2 separate regions of the Gossypium hirsutum genome follow, and region 1 is linked to region 2. A link is a contact called in public Hi-C data. All regions are on one chromosome and are shown on one strand. The core of a region is the stretch at or near the end of the contact, and the rest is flanking DNA. Distances in the headings are between cores, read along the strand shown. Region 1 has its middle 7.8 kb from the start of LOC107953202. Region 2 holds the start of LOC107917412 (cysteine-tryptophan domain-containing zinc finger protein 3).

Region 1 (6,985 bases), core at 3,674-6,173, 150 kb before region 2:
GAAGGGATCCGCAATCCCATTTGGTGCAATACAATGACTATATGAATGTGATAGAGACATCAAATGTAGCGAAGTGCAAGGCCTTTTCAACGACGCTAATTAATCATGTACAATACTCATTTACCTATAACAGACCGCAAAGTTTGGCTAACTTATACGAGTGAACCTACAAGTTCGTGAAGGAGAAAGAAATCAAGAGGGCATACCGTGAAACCTTTCAAATGGAGAACAGACAATCAAGGAAAATAGAAGGATCTTGAAGTAGATAGGGCCCTCCTGACCAATTATTACAAGTGAGAAATGATAAGTTGTACAAAAATTAAGCTCATGGTAACCCTCTCAAGGCCCCCCAAGGTTCTTAACTAGAGTACACCAGGAGGTACTTTCTTGATAGCGGACTTGAAGCTTACACCCTGTTGAATGCCACCTGCACTTTCATTCTTAGCCAAGTCAAGAGCCTTGGTATCCTACCCAAGCCACCCTCGATGAGGAGCATTGCAAGAAGATTGAATTCTAGGGATAGATGTGCCTTCCACGATGACATTGGGCACAAAATTAATTATTGTTTCACGTTGAAGGGTGCCATAGATGAGGTAGTACGAAATGATGAACTCTCAAAATTTGTGAACCAAAGCAGTCTCTAATAGGGTCAAGGTTCGCGTAGCAACCCTAAGGGTTAACAGAAAGTTAAGCATACCATCCACGTGATTGTAGGCACGGATAAAGACTAGGTAGGTTTCAACGTAAAAAAGAGGGTACATATGAGAAGCGTGATGTCAAATAGCGCTCCAAGAGATCACTCCAGTAGGAAAAATAGAGTGTGGGATTTAATAGTGACAATGGAGAATTAGTTTATAACGAAGAGGGTAATGATCCAATGGTTGTTTCGACAATAATTGCAGGTTTTGAGGTCAAAAGGATATTCATAAACAGTAGAAATGCATTTGGGGTGTTGTCTTAGGATGCATACCAAAAGATGAGATTGAAAAAATATGTGTTGTCTAAGGTTAATCCGTTATATAACTTTGTGAACCACCCAGTTAAGGTCAAAGGCTCAATCACCTTACCAATGTTAAGAGATGGCTAGCACACAACTATGGAGTATGTTAAATTCTATGTGATAGACCATTTAATGGCGTACAATGCTATCTTTGGACGACCGGTGATGAGGATGGAAAAGATGGTGGTCACAATGTTTTGCATGAAAATCATGTTTTCGACAAAGATTGGGGTCAGATTTTTAAGCTCAGATCAGCAAACTATAAGGTAGTGTCAAATGTTATTTATTAATCAGGCATGAGAACCCGTCACTAAAAGACAGAGTTTGCGAGGAGCAGTATTAGCAAATCAAGTCTTGGATTTAAATAATTTGGATATAAAGGACGAGGAGAGGAACAAGAAACCAGAGGTTGCGTAGCATACAGAAATTTTGCAGCTATTTTTGCGATAACGCTCTAACCAACCACTATCTATATCCTCTTCACTGGTAATAACCACGTTAATGGCGCTCATACCAGTTCTACGCCTCTTGTGTTAGTCCCTCAAAGTAGCTCGTAGATTCATCACCTAAGTAGCTTCGATAGCCTCGTTAATTTCTGATGAGATACTGATCATTTTCTTAAAGTCACTCTCCAAACTGTAAATTATGTCTGCATCATCAACAACCCTAACATCAGTAGGAGTATGTAGCAGATTAACGGGGGAATTACTTTTCATCTATGGTAAGCCCGATATTGTCCAAGGATGAGTGTTTATCCCACAATAAGTGTAATAGAAATTTCTAGGCTCTTCCCTCAACCCTATTAAAATTTAGCCCAAATGATCGTTATCACCGTAGAGCACATGTAACCATGATTGCCTCCTAGAAACCACACCTAATGCCTCAACAACTTCTTTTGTATCACCCTGTCTTTACCCATTAGGGTTGCGACCTTTCAAACAATATAAGAATATGCTCCTTACAATTATAGCGTCCTCAATAATTAAGGAATTACTAACGTTAAGCCTTCTCAGCTAGGCCTCACCTCCAACCGTCCTAACAGTTCGCTGGAAAGAACACATATCTCTATTAAGGGTAGACCACTCTGTAGGAAACCCAAACCCATCGACAAACTTGTAATTTACCCTGATGTACTTACTCCAGTTCAACTGAAGGTTTGGGCATCAGTTCGTAATTATACTTGGGCCTTTCCCACAATGGAGAGAAATAATAAAAACCTACTGAATTCACTAGAATTTGAGCCTTTAATAGGTACAATTTTGGAATATTGCAAGTTGTGGTGCTTTGTTGCAATAACAATAATCAATAATGTAGGCCATTGCAATCCATCATGAAATCTCACAAAGTTGACCAAGGGCAATTTGGTAATCATCAAGTAGATGGCAAAAGAAGGGGTTCAAATGCAAATGAAACCTAGCCTCCAATGCGTGGAAATGAAGTAGAAAACTACCATTGCTGGTATCGCTGAATCGGTGCGAACCTTTAGGGATGGAGAATTCGTAGGCAAAATTGAGAATTTTGATTCCTCGCGCATGTAGAGCTCGAAGCATTTCTTCATGCTTTGTAGTGAAATGGACAAAATTGGCCTAAACAAGAGCTTTAGAAAGATGTTCCCGCGGTGGATAGTGCGGAACTATTTGGCCATGGGCCCCCTCTCATCCTCAACATGTTTTTGGCATAAAGAAAAAAAGAAGGATGGAAGAAATTTAAAACCTAAAGTGAGGGATTCTTGAGATTTACCTTGAAGAAGAACTTCAATCGATTCCAATTATGAAGATACTAATAGCGTGAGTTCTAGGGTTTTAGGAAACCCCCTTTTAAAGAAGTCTTTTCCCCCCACTTTTAGACGGTTCATATGACAAAGGTAGATCAACGACCCAGATACGAGTAGATGGAAACGGTTCAACTTTCAACGATCATATACATGCACATGAAACTCACTCACGCACGTGACAAGACAATCACTATGCATCACAGCTCGCAGCGTACATAAGAAACTTCATGTGAACTTGATGTGATGGATCTAAGAAGCACCACTTTGTAACCCTCCTTAAACCCACTAGGGGGACTATTGTTATATACTAGATATCACTAACTTGAGCCATTGATAGGATCCGGGTCACTTTCCCGTAACCCAGATAGGCTCCACTAAACGATTGAGCGTGAAAGGAACCACAAGAGGATAGCAAGGCGAGGTCGCGGACCCAGCTCACGAATCCAACTTGCACGAACCAAGGAAAGGCAACGATCTCAGTTCGCATATGCCCTATGGGTTCGCAAAAAGGACCACACTCTCCACAGGCAACCCAGACACGTGTCCAGCATGCTGGAGTTCGTAAAGAATGTCAATACTAGGAACAATGGAGTCAAGATAAAGCAGTGGAGGTCATATCATGAGCTGTAATAACATGTATAAATACCCGAAGGCTCCCATCAATAAAACACAAGAAAAATATTACTCAACAACTATAATGTTTTTGTGAAACGTTTGGAAATCTAAAGTTCTGTGTTTTGGTTTTAAAATTTATAAAGATTTTCTTTCAACCAAAGGTTTTTAAAATATTTTTAAGTTTAGAGATTTATAATACTTTCATTGTAGAAAAAAAAAACTTTAGATTTGGCTTTGGAGTTAAATAGAAAAGAATTTAATTTTATTTATAATATTTTATACCCATCATTCAGTAACCAAAATATGAAAAAGAATTAAAAAAATAGAATCAACATGACGTGAATAAACAAACATGTTAATATTTACATAAAAATAAATTACTGACATTAAAATTTATATATAATAAACTGAATTGAAGCATAAAATAAACAATAATAATTGAATTGAAAAATAAAACACATATATTTTTAATATATATGGGATAAATTCCTTGTGGAAAATTCAATGGCATTCGTAACAATGGTGACAAGAAAAGCAGACCACTCAAACACAAGTGATAGTTATAGAGATGCCTCTTGACTTTTGCGTCAACCCTCCAGCCCTTTCCCTATACCCTTTCTCAACTGCTGCAAATTGTTACTCTATCAGATGATTACTAACTTATTCGTGGAAAATGTGGAAAATCTCATCCACATAAAATTCTGGTGGTTCAGAAAACAATTAAAAAACTTATATAATGATAAATATAAAAAAACATTTGAGAAGATTTGATTTTGTAATATTAGGAAATTGTGTAAATTTTTAAAAATTTCAATTGTGGCTTGATTTTGATTTCGATCATCGATGAAAATTAAAATGTATAGTTGAATTTAAGAGAGCAAAACTATAAATAGAAGATTTTTCCCTCACTTATAAAGATATCATTGTATCAAGAAAAAATGTTGATGTCATCAACATTATACGTGACATCTGAAGTGGCGTTTTAGTTGACAAAAACGAAATAAAAATGTCAAATTTAACTGCCACATCATCTTGACCGTTAAAAATTAACAGTCAACATCAGTCAATGGATCATTTTATTGAGTTTTAATAGTTCAAGTATCTAATTGAGTGTAAAAATAAAGTTTAATTGCTCTTTTTTTCTTTTTAAGTTCAAGGACTTTTTACACCTTTAAACTTATATAATATGATTAATATATTTTATATAAAATTTAAACATTTTATTAAAATAATATCTTAACTAAATTTATTATTTTTATTCATTTAAAAATAGAATTAATTGTGCTAAAATTTGAAACAAATTGCTATAAAGAACTAATTTACTAAAAAGTATATTGTATTATAAAACGACGTATGGGATATAAAAAAAAATTCAATACATATGGGACAAATTCCTTGTGGAAAATTCAATGACATTCGTAGCAACAGTTTGCCAAGTGGGTTTTGAATGTGGAAAATTCAAGCATCCCAAAGGAGAAAAGCAGACCACTCAACACAAGTGGCCATTATGGGGCTGTCTCTTGATTTTGGGGTCAAGCCTCCAGCCCTCTTGCTATGCCCTTACTACAGGTTTCTTGACTGCTTCAAATTATTGCTATATCACTATTGTCGGGGGGATCGACTCTTGAAATCTTTAAAAGGTTTTCTGTCCGATAATCAATGGATTTCTTTAATAATAAAATATTGACCCTCAATAGGATTTTTTATTTTTAAATATTTTTTATTATTTAATTAAAACATATACCTTTAATCTTTATGCGCACGAACTTCTCCACCTTATTCCCGCTCAAGTCAAGTTACTCTAAGTTGCTAAAATTATCTAATAATTTTATAAAATAGATAAATTAAATTTAAAATTTAATCACCTAGAATAAATGCAATAACTTAATAAGTAATTTGTTTCTTTAAATATATTAATTTTAATATATAAACATTAGCATCATCATTTAAATTATTCAAGAGATAATATATAAATTTTATACTCTTTTTTAAATTAAAATATATTTCTCCATGATGTTATGATTATAAGTTATGACTTTATATTCTATTATGAACAATAATCACAAATTTAATTTCTATGTTAATATCATAATAATTTTATTTAATTATTTTAAACTGTAGCATACGCGAAGAAATATTCTAGTTTAATTATAGTGGTTCTGAAATATTTAGGAGTTTAAATGAACAAATTGTTTGAACTGTTCATGAACCATTCATATAGCGTTCGTTTATGTCCGTTTACTAAGTTAAATAAATGAGTATGAAAAAATTTTTATGGTACTGAAGAAGGAAAAATTGGGTGCGAAAATGGACAATGAGAACAGGGTTTTTTTCTTTGGTGAAAATGGTGTAGATAGTGTTAGAGTAATAGAAAGGAAATTAGTAGTTAAGCCAGCTGTTAATAAAGTAGTTAGTTGTTGAGTAAACAGTTAGTTAGTTGAAGAAGTTACTCCCTATCAATACTGTATAAATACATGTGCTGAGCTTAATGATAAGTAAGTAAAAAAGAGTATTCATCAGATATAGTTCTTTGTATATTTTAACATGGAACTGTTGATCATGGGTTATTTCTTTCCAAAGGATTGTTCAAGCCAGTTTGCTACTCAGATGCTGATTGGGCCTCTTCTATTGAAGATCGTCGCTCTACCACAGGCTATGTTATCTATCTTGGAACAACTCCAATAGCTTGGTGCTCCAAAAAGCAGCCTGTTGTGTCCCGATCATCTACAGAGGCTGAATATAGGAGTCTTGCAAACTGTGTCTCTGAGTTGTTATGGGTTCGACAAATACTGGATGAGATAGGGATTTGCATGGACCATGCACCCACAGTCTGGTGCGATAACACATCCACAGTGTCTCTGTCAGCCAACCCTATGCATCATGCAAGGGTGAAACATATGGAGATTGATCATCACTTCGTGCGAGAGAAGGTAACAGATGGGTCGTTACAGGTCAATTTTGTACCTTCTACTAATCAGATTGCTGACGGGCTTACAAAACCTATAGCCCCCAAGAAGTTTGCAGATTTTCGACGTGCTCTTCGAGTTACAACAAAAGATGAGTTGGTTGAATTAAAAGACATAAAAAGACCAGGAGAATGTTAGAGTAATAGAAAGGAAATTAGTAGTTAAGCCAGCTGTTAATAAAGTAGTTAGTTGTTGAGTAAACAGTTGGTTAGTTGAAGAAGTTACTCCCTATCAATACTGTATAAATACATGTGCTGAGCTTAATGATAAGTAAGTAAAAAAGAGTATTCATCAGATATAGTTCTTTGTATATTTTAACAGATAGGTCAAATTTTGGTGTGTTTACCACCAAAAACGATTTCTAATGAAAGAAGCCACTGGATAAAGCATTGGAAAAGCAAATAACACCCACAGTTGATCTAACAATGGAAATGGAAGGAATTGTCAGGGTCATTGAGCAAGACCTAGAGCTTTATGTGATGAGAATATGGTTTCGTCCGTTGTGGATGCAATAGATGATTAAGTTAATGTTGAAGATGAGGTAAGTTTTTTATTAGTATTGGTTTTGGGATTTTTTATTGGTTTATTGCTATTATATTATGGATATGAAACTATTTTTTTGGAACTGTC
Region 2 (6,568 bases), core at 942-3,441:
ACGTTTCTAATCGGTTTTCTGTGAACACATTGGCGTGCCAAGGGGAGATTGCTGTTTGGTTCCGTCAAGGGAAGTAGTAACCGAATTTAAATGTCCCACGCAGTTGAGGGCATTGGTTCGAGCTAGGCTCTTCTAGAACGCAAAACTGCCGGAGTTCTAAATCACGAATGTTTCATGGTTGTTCGATCGGTAAGAGTTAGTTATTAGACGTTCCATAACTAATTTACACAAGGAAGAGTTGGTGTCCGAGGCATCCTTGGTAGCTATAACTAGCTTATTGGAGAAGAGGAGTTCATTTAATTTCGAGGATCGGTTCAAAGACGAGGGAAAATCGTGCCTAAGGCTGAGCTTATTTAAATTAATTCTCTTACATATTTTATTTAACTATTTTTATTATTTTGTCTTCAACTTTTACTTTTTACGCATTTTATTTATTTATTTCAGGTTCCAAGTTTTCGATTTTATCCTCCCCCAAACGTCTTGGGCACGACAGCTGCCCCGACATAAATCTGGTCAAGCGAGCAACAGTTTACAATAAACCAGTCTCTGAGGGATCGGCCCTACTCTCTATACTGCATAATTTGCAAACTAAGGCGTAGGTTTATGTTGGTGGATTCGACACCCATCATCCATGTCGCTCTTGATCACCTCTTTTGGTTCCTTTCGATGCCACTTACTTACAGTTTTCGATTCCCTCCTTGGTGCCGCTTTTAAAGAAATATCCCAACCAAATTCAACTTATTGAGATCTCAACGAAATACGGAGAGGACAGCAACTTTCGTCGTGCCCTAGATGGCCACACAGAAAACAAAATAGAGAAAGTCTTTTCATATTGAAAAGTAGCGTAAGTTGACTTATCTTTGCCATACACTATTCGTTTCTTTCTTTTTAAGGGGCTTCGGACATCCAAACATACTTTGATGTGCATGATCTTCCGTAAACCCTTTATTAGAATCTTTGTATCATAATCCAAAAGTTCCCCAATAAAGTTGCCCAATTGTCTTGCCATGCCTTCCGACATTGAACCCAATGGTAAATCATGTATTTGCACAAAAAAGTTGTGTAATGTAAGGGGAACAAGTAACGGATCCTCCCCTCTCATTAATTTATGAAATATTATTAGGTGTCGATTAAAGAACAAATGAATACCATTGATCAACCTTTTTAAATAAACTTTATTGTAGAATCGAAATAGAATATGTTTTTCCTCAATCTCTGATATGGTAACCTTTTCAATAGGATGCCACAATTCAGACAGAACATTTCTTAAGGATGGGAAGTGGATTGAACTATCTGTTAGCACTAGAGGTGCTCATGGGCCGGGCGGCCCGGCCCGGCCCGACGGCCCGCTCGAAATATGAGAGGGTTTGAATAAAAATATAGGCCCGAAATATGGGCTTGGGCAAAAAAATGAGGCCCGTTTAGAAAACAGGCTGGGCCTCGGGCACCACTTTTTTGGCCCGGGCCCGGCTCGATATAATAAATATATTTATTTTTAAATTTTTTTTAAATTTTAAAATATTTTTAAAATACTTTTTAAAATAATTTTTTTTAATTTTTAAAATAAATTTTTAGTATTTATTAAAAAAATAGGCCGGGTCGGGCCGGGCCTGAGCTTATGATTTTTTCCCGGGCCGGGCCTGGATAAAATTTCAGGCTCATATTTCAAGCCGGGCCAGGCCCAGGACTAGGACCCGGGCCGAATATTTTTATGGGCTCGACCCGAACCCGGCCCGGCCAATGAGCACCTCTAGTTAGCACCTTGCCTACTAAGCAGAGCCTGAAGTCATCGTCTCCTTCGTCAATCTCCTCTTATCCTGAAATAGGGTCGTCTTCCAAATCGTCTAAATTTAGATTAACAGAGAAAACCTAATCCAAAGAAAGGCTAACTTATGTTAATTGCAAATAATTAATAACTTACAAATATATTTAATGTTTTAAAAATTGAAGCAATGATTTAGATTTTCTTTTTACAACTTTTAAATAGTTGGTTCAAATTTTTTTGTTTAAATAATTATATTGATCCGTTTTTAATCCAATTAACCAATTTAATCGGATTTCAAGATCAACCACCACAATATTTTTTTTAATATTCAAATAAAAAACCTAAAATATACAACTTGAAAAGTAAAAATACTTAGAAATGATCAAAACAAAAAACGACGAAGAAGGAGAGAAGAGAAATAAAAATAAATAAACAAGCAAATAAAAGGCGGCTTCTTTGACACCAAAACCAGAGAGAGTTTCTCTTTCTCTCTCTCATTTTCTTACGTGCTAATTGATTCCAGCTAAAAGAGATCGCATCGAAAAAAAAGAACCAAAAAATTTCCCTACGAAACAATAAAATTCGAGGAGATCCTTGAGTTTAAATCGCTTTATTATTCTTTTCGGAAATTGAACCATTCTAAAATTTTGATTAGGTGTTTGAATTTGTGATCGAGTTTTTTGTTTTTATTTTTTATGGAAATTAGGGTAGAAGAGCCCCTTTCCTCATGGTGGGTTTTAGGGAGTTGTTCAAAATGGTAGGGAAAAAGACTCGTGGGATTCGAATAATAGAAAACTACGTTTGAGAATTTGATAATTCAGGTCAGATTTACTCTCCTTTTTTCTTAAAAAAAATGTTCTCTCTTTTTTTTGAATGATTTCGTTAGGGTGTAACGATACGAGGAAGGGGCTAGGATTAGGTTTTGGTGCAAGAGAAATGGAAGAGACTGAGCTTGAAGAAGGAGAGGCCTGTTCAAATAATGACAATGACGATGCTTATGATGACACATTCGGCCCCAAGAATGATCTATCTTCTCTCTCTTACATTGTAAGCAAACTTGGTGCTTCTTATTTCCTCTGATCTGCAAAAAGCTGGCTTTCATTTAAAAAAAAAAAAATTCTATGTTCATTTATATTGTTTTGACTCGTTTTTATTTCTTCATTTGTATTATAATTTCAGTTTAAATGTTTTTACCGTTTGTGTTACTTTCTTTATAACTTATGATTGGCTTTTAATTTTTTATTCCAATATTGCTAGTTTTGTGTGGTTTATGATGTACGTATCTAAAGAATTTAGCTTTTAAGAGGTTTAATTAGGTGAATAGAATTGTTTTCTACTACATGTGTAACGTGGTCATAAATGAAGGGTTTTGTTTAGTGTGTATGTAGTGGTGTATTCATAATTTTATGGTTTTCGAGTTGTTAGATGCGAGTTAGACACATGTTTACCGGAGAAGGCAATGCACATATATATATTTTTTGTTACAACTCACACACCTTTTGCAGGAGCAAACACTGGGTTCAATGCTCATAACTTTGCTTCCTTGTATAATTATGGTAATCTTGAATGTAACATTCATAATTGGAAGTTAGCTAAGTGAGATTCAAGTGACATTCTTTTCACTTTTGTTTTGATGTAAGGTTGGTGATGTTTTATTGTGGTAATGTTGAATATAACCTTGGGGATTTTGTAATTGGAAGTTAGAGAGTAAGATTCATGTGCATTAGTTACCTTATATAGTCTCCTTGTCTTATTAATTCTTTTAGATGATAATCATAATCAAGCATCTAATTAAGGGAAGATAATTTTTTTGTGCAATGTGTCTAGCATGATCATAAATAATTATTTTTGTTTTTGGTAGTGGTGCATGAATGGTTTTAGGGTTTTTGAATTGTTGGATGTGAGTTGGACACATGTTTAATGGGGAAGGAATTGATTGTAACTTTTTTCCATGTAAGGTTGGTGATGCTTAATTATGGTAATTTTGAAATTAACATTCGTAATTGGAAGTTAGCAGCTCTATAACTCAGACTCACCAAAATGGGAGTCACACATGTGTTGGCATGACACCACATGGCACTGGCAGATCTTGCCACTAAGTTTTGGGGGATTAATTGAGAATTTTCAAAAATTTTGACGAGCATAATTAAAACTTTCAAAATTTTAGAGGCTTAATGAGAATTTACAAAAAAAAAAACTGAAGGGGTCTAGTTAAAATTTTTAGAACTTTTGGAAGGCTTAATTAGAACTTTTAAATATTTTTGGGGCCTAATTAAAATTTTCAAAAAAATTTGGCCCCCCTGGCTCCTATGACCATCCGCACCTACAACATGGACAAGGGTGCGGGATATGTGTCCAATTCTTTAATCATTAAGATTAAGGCTAAGGCTCAATTAAAAATAAATGGCTCAAACAAGAATATTAGTCTAACCAGTTTTCCCTTACAACAATCATACCTAAAAAAATAGACAACATATCAATATGGTCTTCATCCATTATAATATTCACCTAAATTGAAATTAACTATCAAAATCAAACAAATAATTCATGCAAATTATATTTGTGTAAATGTATATATTATATTAAAGTAAATGTAAAACGACTCCTCACACCTGTATCTTTCTCTCGTACCCTTTTATGGTGAATCAAGTGTCTTAAGCTTTAAGGCAATTGACGAGTCTGAGCAACATAGGTTAGCAGAGTAAAATTCAAGTGGCATTTCTTGAATGTTCGCTTCAATGTAAGGTTGGTGATGTTTTATTATGGTAAATTATGGGAATTTCTTAACTGGAAGTTAGGAGAGTAAGATTCAAGCTCATTAGTTAGCTTGTAGATCTCATTGTAGTATAAATGCTTTTAGAGGATTAGCTTCTAAGAGCTAGTGTAATGGTGTAGGATTATATGTATATAGGCCTCTCTCTTATAACTTTTCTGATGTTTGTTCTTAGTTTCTCTCCATGTGTTTATGATCTTTTTAGTGATGTGTGGCTCCTGTAATGTTTTTTAAGGACGAGAAAATTCAACATATTCTTGGACATTTTCAAAAGGATTTTGAAGGTGGAGTATCTGCAGAAAACCTGGGTAAGCTGGAAGAAAAAGAGAACCGTTGTTCTTTATGTCAAGAGTCAATATGTTGGAATTCATAGTTTGTAATTGATGAATTCCGGATTTTGATTCTTGGCATTTGTACAGGGGCAAAATTTGGTGGGTATGGATCATTCTTACCTACTTATCAACGTTCTCCTGGCCGGTCTCATCCGACGAGTTCACCGAAATTTCAGAATTGCAATGCACCTAGATTTCCTAACACGATACAATTGGAGGTAAAAGTTTCTTTATTTCTCTTTTCCTCACTTGAAAGTATGGTTCAATTTGTATAAGGGAGGAATCTTTTGCAGGATGTTGGTTGATTTGAGAAGTCCAAGTTAAAGTGAGCACTTTGTTTGTTTTGTTATATAGGATGGTCGTCATCCTACAAATTTTGGAACCTTCCATGCTTTAAAGGCATCATATGCGAATGATTCAATTAAGCAAGAGGTCAGCTTAACATCTACTCATGCTCATGAGCTTGCCACCAGGTGTGAATATGCGGACAAGAAAGTTTCCAATCTGCCAGACCAGAAAACATTGAAGCTACGAATCAAAATGGGTTCAGACAACTTTTTGACACAAAAAAATGCTGCAATCTACAGTGGTCTTGGCCTTGATGTCTCACCATCTTCCTCCTTAGATGAGAGCCCTTCTGAAAGTGAAGGGATGTATGGGGGCACTCAAGAGCCCTTATTTGAATCTCCAACCAGTATTCTTCAGGTAAATCCTCCATTTAATGTTTATTATTCTTCTCATTAAAGGAATGTTTTTCTTTATCTTTGATCTTATATTTTCTTACATTTGATATACCTAAAGTGATTGAAATATTTTCTTTTATTCTGAATGTATTTGAGCAGTTGATGACTTCCTTCCCGGTACCTGGGGAAGCACTATTGTCTCCTCTCTCTGATCATCTACTTAACTTGATTGTGAAGGAAAAAATCTTAAAAGAGAATATATCGAATTCTGGAAAGGGTGATGAAATATTATTAGGTGATGAGAAAGCAAATTCAGACTCAGTGGAGAAAAAGGATTTTCTGGTGGAAAGGAACGGTGGCAGTAAAAGGGAAATAAAGAATGGCAATGTTATCATGTCAAAGAAGGAAGTAGATATTGACGCATTGGCTTGTGAGGAGCTTGTTTCAAAAACATTAGAGCTTCCTCTTTTATCTAATCCATATTCTGCTGTTGGCAAGGTAAAAGATAATAGCATAGCAAGAAATAAAGGTGTACATCATGTAGCTGTGGAGGAGTCACTGGAGCCTATACTTACCCAAGATATTGGCTGGGAGAATCCAAGGGTTAATTCAGCTCAAAAGGTTCTGGAGGAACAAAAGACAAGTGTTCTAGATGATAATTCAGGTTGCACGAGAAAATATGAGTATATTAAAGCAGAAAACACTTATAATTTTGTTAAAGCTGAGTCTAATGTTCCTAAAGGTAGCAAAGCTCTAAATAGTGAAGCGGTAGATCCTCTTAGGAAGAAGAGCAACCTGAAAGCTACATTGCAGGAACAAAACAATCTGAAGTTGCCTTCTGCCAAGGAGCAAACCTTCTCTGGTGGAAAAAATAAATCAAAAAGCAGTCATGGTCAAGGCAGTCTAGCTGCCGAGGTACCAAAAGATAGCTTGAGGGTTGGTTCTTCTTTGACGCTGAAAAATAAGCAGACTGCTCATGTGAACAATAATACAAACAAAAAGGACTTGGGAGACC

Evidence for each region. A called contact is a pair of places that touch in the nucleus more often than the background predicts.
Region 1: a contact with region 2 is called in a Hi-C map of leaf, with 2.7 times the contacts expected there. The contact joins the enhancer-like site here to the promoter of LOC107917412 in region 2. A contact is called at or near these places in 13 of 34 Hi-C or Micro-C datasets (anther, callus, fibers and 2 more).

The regions. Positions count from the first base shown.
Region 1 is chrD08:5,458,814-5,465,798 of Gossypium_hirsutum_v2.1, reverse strand. No RefSeq gene overlaps it. Among protein-coding and RNA genes, the nearest start is that of LOC107953202, 7.8 kb to the right of the region's middle. Within about 2 kb of position 4,923, at least 5 of the 9 cell types and tissues checked have an H3K27ac peak or open chromatin away from gene starts, as enhancers often do. A contact at or near this core is called in hypocotyl and leaf, where this site is marked.
Region 2 is chrD08:5,306,832-5,313,399 of Gossypium_hirsutum_v2.1, reverse strand. It overlaps LOC107917412 (cysteine-tryptophan domain-containing zinc finger protein 3), which reads left to right and starts at 2,191. Exons shown (of 14, transcript XM_016846767.2): 1 at 2,191-2,812; 2 at 4,774-4,846; 3 at 4,958-5,088; 4 at 5,225-5,575; 5 at 5,713-6,568. The coding sequence starts at 2,639.